Linked DNA regions of Cricetulus griseus: region 1 is linked to region 2. A link is a contact called in public Hi-C data. All regions are on one chromosome and are shown on one strand. The core of a region is the stretch at or near the end of the contact, and the rest is flanking DNA. Distances in the headings are between cores, read along the strand shown.

Region 1 (3,011 bases), core at 434-2,933, 490 kb after region 2:
CCACCTCCCCAGGAGTCAGCAAGGGGCAGATTTTACCTCTTTGTGACCTGCTCTGGGGCCACAGGAAGGGTATCCAGGGTCAGGGGAAGAAACAGGAAGAGGAAACCACTGTTTATGAAAGGAATCGTAACTCTCAAAGAGTGCAAACACAGCCTCACATACCGCAAGGTGCACACCCACAAAGTATTAAACTTTACTGACAACCGGGTATATGATTTGGATCGAACCCAAATTTTTAAAAATCTTAATTTCTACTTTTGATTTATTTAGGATGTTTCCTAAGGGGTTCCTTTCTAGGTTCTGAGTGACTCTTAATCCTTTTAAGTAAGTCCAAAGGAAAAAGCAAAATGCGGCTTATCAAGAGGCCTCGGTGGACGGTAAAGTAGAAGTCCACCTACCCCGAAGAATTCTCTTTGCCCAGACAAATCAGGCCGTGGCCTGCCTCCAGGAACTCCTGAAAACAAAACTTCAGAAGTCTCTGGGATGAGGAGAGGATGGGATGGATTGGTTGGAGAAGGGTAGGGATGCAGAACCTGGGACAAGTGGAAGCAGGGAACTGGGATCTAGGGGGCGCCAAGGCCGCGAAAGGCTAAACTGACCTGGACAGGCTTGGGAAACCCTAATCGGGCGGCTAGGGGCTGAAGTGGTGGGCAGCAGACCCGGACAATGGCACAGGCCCTAGTTGTCAGTCTGACAGCGGCCCAGAGACCTGGTGGTGGGGAGGGGCGTCGCCTCTGTTGCCCCCGCCCTCTCCAGTGTATTGGGCGGAGCCTCGCCACCTTTTTTTTTTTTTTTTCCTGTCCCACCCCTCTGGCCCCTCTAGCTCGGCCCTGTGCCTCTGCTCGGCACCCCAACGCGGATCCCTGGGTTGGTCTAGTCTGGGCCATTGACGTCACCACCAAGTTTGCCTTCCTTCGCGTCCCACGTGTGGCGGTAGAGGCCAAGGAGGCTGCAGGGAGTATCTAGGAGCACAGTGGCAGCGGCCGCTGACAGGTCCCCAGCAGAGGGTCCACTCCAGGCAGCTCCCAGCTGGGGCCCCAGAGGAGTGGGTAGACTTCCGGAGCGCCCCAAGAGGCCAGAAGACTCGAGTTCTACTCAGACAGAGAGGCTAAGGGGACCTGGCTCCGTGCTGAGACCCAGAGTGCGCTCCTGGGAGGGCCAGGAGAACAGAGCAGCCAGCGGCTGGGGAAAAACGGTCACTCGCTTTGTCCAGAGCGCACACAGCTCTGCGGTCCGGCAACTCCGCGTCCCTTCCACTGGGACCGAGCCAAGGATGCACGGTCGCTGAGGACAGATCCGCACCAAGTGGCCACTGAGGACCCTGCTGAGCCCAGCGCCTTTGCCACCTCTGCGGCACTGTCTTGACCAGCGACTCTCGGGACCCAGAGCGCCGAGCTCTGCCCAGCTAGGCTCAGGACTCGGTCACATTTCAGACCCGAGACGATGGTTTCTTAAGCACGGCCCCGAACCCCTTTCTGCCCCTTCGTCCGGAGCCCGGGACCCCGAGAAGGGCTCGCGGCTTTTGGTCCCCGCTCCAGCTCTGGCCGCCGCCCCGCGGGGCAGCTCTTGCGCACGCAGTGGCGCTCGGGCGATGTGGCCGCAGGGCAGCGAGCTGGATGGCAGGGCACCCGGCACAGTCCCGGCCTAGCATGGCCCGCGCGTCGTCAGTCGCCTTCGGCTAGGATGGCCCCCTCGGGCCCCGCCGGTGCCCAGCCCAGCCCGGCTGAGCCACTGTCGCGCAGTATCTTCAGGAAGTTCTTGCTGATGCTCTGCTCGCTACTCACTTCCCTCTATGTCTTCTACTGCCTGGCCGAGCGCTGCCAGCCCGGGTCAGGCCCCGTCGCTGGAGTCCCGGGGCGCGGTGTCCCTGCAGGACCGAGGGAGTTGGCGGCGTGGCCCGCGGGGGCGCAAAGGAAGCGCCTCCTGCAGCTGCGGCAGCGGCGGAGGCGCGGGCGGCCCGGGCCAGGCTACAACAGCGACCAGGACGAGCAGAACCCGGGGCTGGCCGCCTCTCCAGGAGGCTCTGGGGCGGGAAGCAGCGTGGCAGAGGCCCAGTCGGGGACCCTGGCCCTACTCCTGGATGAGGGTAGCAAGCAGCTGCCGCAGGCCATCATCATTGGTGTGAAGAAGGGCGGCACGAGGGCGCTGCTGGAGTTCCTGCGCGTGCACCCCGACGTGCGCGCAGTGGGCGCCGAGCCCCACTTTTTCGACCGCAGCTACCACAAGGGCCTCGACTGGTACCGGTGAGCTTGGGAGCCCCTCATGGGCATTTCGGAGTGCAGGCTGACCAGAGGGGGAGACTTGGGAAGGGTGGCAAAGGGGAAGCAGTAGCTGTCCCCAACTAGGGCTTTCATTCTCTCCCCTCTCCTTTGGGGAGGGGCAGATTGAGAGAGGAAAGGCTGTTGTCTTGATTTTAATCCTAAAAACATACCGAAGTCACCCTTGTATTTAGATAAAGGAAAATAAAGAGAAAGGCGGGAGAGAGTTTTCTTTAAAGTTAGAAACCTGTTCGTCATTACTGAGCTATCTCAGCAAAGGAAGCTTGTTTCTCTTCCTTTATCTTTGGGGTAATACCCTGTGGTTAACATGATCTTTATTTGCCTTGACCTTTTGCCTGATAGTTGTCCAAGGTGGTAAGTCATATAGAGACTTAGTAAAAGTGTCAAGTGCCCGGGAGTTCATGTAGTTTAGATAATCTATGTCCCAACAAGGGCCAGCAGCCAGTCGCTGGGTTTTAAAGAACATTTCCTTGGTAATACCGTTGGCCTGACAGAAACGTCTCTAAAGAGCTCCGAAAAATTATCTTTACAAATAAGACTGCTAACTTTAAAAGGGGGAAGAGATTAAAAAAATAAAGAATCATAGGAAAATGCAGTGAAGAGTGAACTTCATTTACAAGGTAAGCTTATTTGCCAGTGTCAAATTCAGATCACCTATAATGTAAGAGTTAGCTAAACTCCAATAAATTCTAGCGTGGCCTGGATTTAGTTTGAGGTAAAAATACTGATCCA
Region 2 (2,722 bases), core at 175-2,674:
ACGACCTCGAGGCAACCCCCATTTCTCAATCAATGGTCCAGGGATCTCCTTTGAGCCTGGACATGTACTAGGTCCGCGGAAACTCGAGGACTTGCCCAGCTCTCTCCGCTCAGAGACCCGGGAGGAGCAACGCACCGGTAGCTCCTAGGGCGCCCAGAAGCCTTCGAAGTGGCTGCGGGCTGCAGTGCTCGCCTTTGCCCGACAGGGACCAGCACAGCTCCACGCCCGGCGCGCCGCAGCCAGCAAAGCCGCGCAGCCACCTCGCCACCCTCCCAAACACAAGGGGCTCGCTAGCCAAGCGGATCAGACCCCTTCGGGTTCCGGTAACAAGGAGAATTGTAACAAAAAGTTAACAGACTCGAGGCGGCCTTGGCGCGGTGCCTTAGCCTGCGCCCTTCTCCGCATCTGGGCAACAGAAGCGACTCTAGCGGTTGGTGTATGGAGGAGGCTGCGACCCAGAGGCGCACAACACTGCCACAGCACTCCTTCCCAGGTCCCGGGCTGCGAGAACGACAACAAAATCCTAGCCGAGTTATTCGAGTGGGATATTGCCACCGCTGGAGGGTAGACGGTTCCTCTGGCACTTTCCCAGTAGCTGCCCGGTGTCTTTGCAGCCAGGTCGCCTGAATGATTCTAGCGCGCAGCGGAGCCACCGCGCCCCGCTACAAGTTTCTGTAAGTTGCTGTCACAGCCTAGCCTGGTGCACCGGGATTCTCTGCCACCGCCCACCCGCAAGGTGAATTCGCTCTTCGGTCCCTGCCCTCCTTCGATTGCCCTAAGTTGTACCCTCCCCACCTGACGATTATCGGCTCTGTGGGGGCTCACGGTCGGGATCGCGGCCAGTGCAGCGGTCCCTGGAAAAGAAACTTACCGGTACCAGGCGAGGCCCTTGTGGTAGCTGCGGTCGAAGAAGTGGGGCTCGGCGCCCACGGCGCGCACGTCGGGGTGCACGCGCAGGAACTCCAGTAGCGCCCTCGTGCCACCCTTCTTCACGCCGATGATGATGGCCTGCGGCAGCTGCTTGCTCCCGGAGCCGCTGAAGAAGCTGGAGATGGGGCTGGGGGAGTCCGGTACCTCCGGACTCTGCTCCTCCTGGCTCCTGGCGACTACTGTCTTATCCTTGCCTACAGCCAGTGAGTTGGCCGGCGGCCCCCGAAAAGGCATCTTAGGGGATGTCTCATTCGGAGCTGTGACCAGAGCAGGCTGAGCATGAGCAGCGCGGGATCCCGAGCCCAGGAGCAGCAGGCCGGGCGCGGCAGTGCAAGAGCCGGCGCACGAGTACAGGAACATGTAGAGCCAGATGCAGAGCATGGCGAAGAGCAGCGCGAGCTTCCTCCTCACCGGCGGCGGGGGCGGCGGCGGCTGTGGCAGGAGCCGGCCCGGGACATCGAGGCAGGACCGGCCGCCGCTCAGGCGCTGCCCCATGCGCGGCCCGCGGGCGCGGCCAGGGGCATGGCTCAGCACATGGCTCGAGTCCTGCCGGAGCCGAGAGCACCGGGACGGTCCCCTGCCGTTCTGCGCCCGAGGGATTCGGTTTATTGCCCTCGTGTGCGCGCGGCTGCCGAGGCTGCGGCTCTTCCCCGGGTGGCGGCGGCAGCTGCAGCAGCGACGACTCTTGACATGTTGCCCACCAGAACCCGGCACTGGAATGCAAAGTCCGGGCGGCGGGAACTGCGGGTAGACGCGCTGCGGAGGATGCTGTACCCCGTACCCCGGATACTCTGGACGGGGCGCACGGCAGCTCGCCGGGGCTGCCTCCTTGCAGCCAGGAGATTGAGAGCAGCCCCGGCGCTTGCCCGCAGAGGCTGCGGAGGAGAACTGCGCAGGAAGAGAGCTCCGCACTGAGGTGGAGTGGGCGGTCCCGGCCTTCCGAGTGACGGGCCGCGCTACCTACCAGGAACCGCGAGCAGCATGCAAATGTCAGAGCTTCACCAAGTCGAAACATCCAATCGTCTCTAGGAACGTGGGGGTGTGGAAAGGGCTCGGAAAGGGGGGGAGAGCAGTCTGGGGTTACTATTGGCTTCAGAACCCAAGGGGCGGGCTTGGGGAGGCAGGGCCACCGGCTGGTGACAGGAGCAGATAGTGAAGATGCTGGAGTGACCCAGCGCTGGAAGAGGTCCCACCCAGTTGAGTGGCGCTCCCCTGTACACGCGCGCTTTTCTGCACTCGATCCTAGAGCCAGCCTTGGCTGTAGTCGTCTTGTGCAGTCCCCATCCAAGAGTTCCGCCATCCGGTACCTGACTGTAAGAGTTGCAGAGCAGAGATTGGGATGGAAGAGGGAAAGCCAACCCGACATATATCAAGCAACAACAGGGGAGGGCCCCAACAGACGCCGATTTAGGAAGTTTAAGCTAGGAAAATCTGGGCGAAAGTCACTGACAACCTTTTCCCCAGCCTATTTTAATATTTGTTGAGAGCGGTCTCCTTGGGCTTGCGGGTTAACCGGGATAGACTAAACTCTACGTAGTGCTTTCCAAACTGTCTTGAAAGGACTGGGGAGGGAAGTGGTCTGCTTAATTGTAAGACCTTAGCTGAAACTTTAAGTCGCATGTAGGAGGTTTTATATGGGTATCTGTTCCTTGGCAACACTAATTTGATAAATACTCTAACTTCCCTTTCTCTTAAATAAACAATAACGCCAGTATCTGCCCCGCTTAGGAAATTATTTGGTTTTCTGACCTATGACATTGATTCTTAGGCGTTTTTCTCCAGTAACCTTTTT

The links. Hi-C and Micro-C count contacts between places; a contact is called where the count stands out from the background.
Region 1: a Hi-C map of fibroblasts shows a contact between it and region 2, with 6 times the contacts expected there. The contact joins the promoter of LOC113836795 here to the promoter of LOC113836797 in region 2. A contact is called at or near these places in 2 of 8 Hi-C or Micro-C datasets (the CHK-Q cell line and fibroblasts).

Annotation. Positions count from the first base shown.
Region 1 is chr7:78,374,093-78,377,103 of CriGri-PICRH-1.0, forward strand. It overlaps LOC113836795 (heparan sulfate glucosamine 3-O-sulfotransferase 3A1), which reads left to right and starts at 1,684. Exons shown (of 2, transcript XM_027427152.2): 1 at 1,684-2,243. The coding sequence starts at 1,684.
Region 2 is chr7:77,887,389-77,890,110 of CriGri-PICRH-1.0, forward strand. It overlaps LOC113836797 (heparan sulfate glucosamine 3-O-sulfotransferase 3B1), which reads right to left and starts at 1,425. Exons shown (of 2, transcript XM_027427154.2): 1 at 872-1,425. The coding sequence starts at 1,425.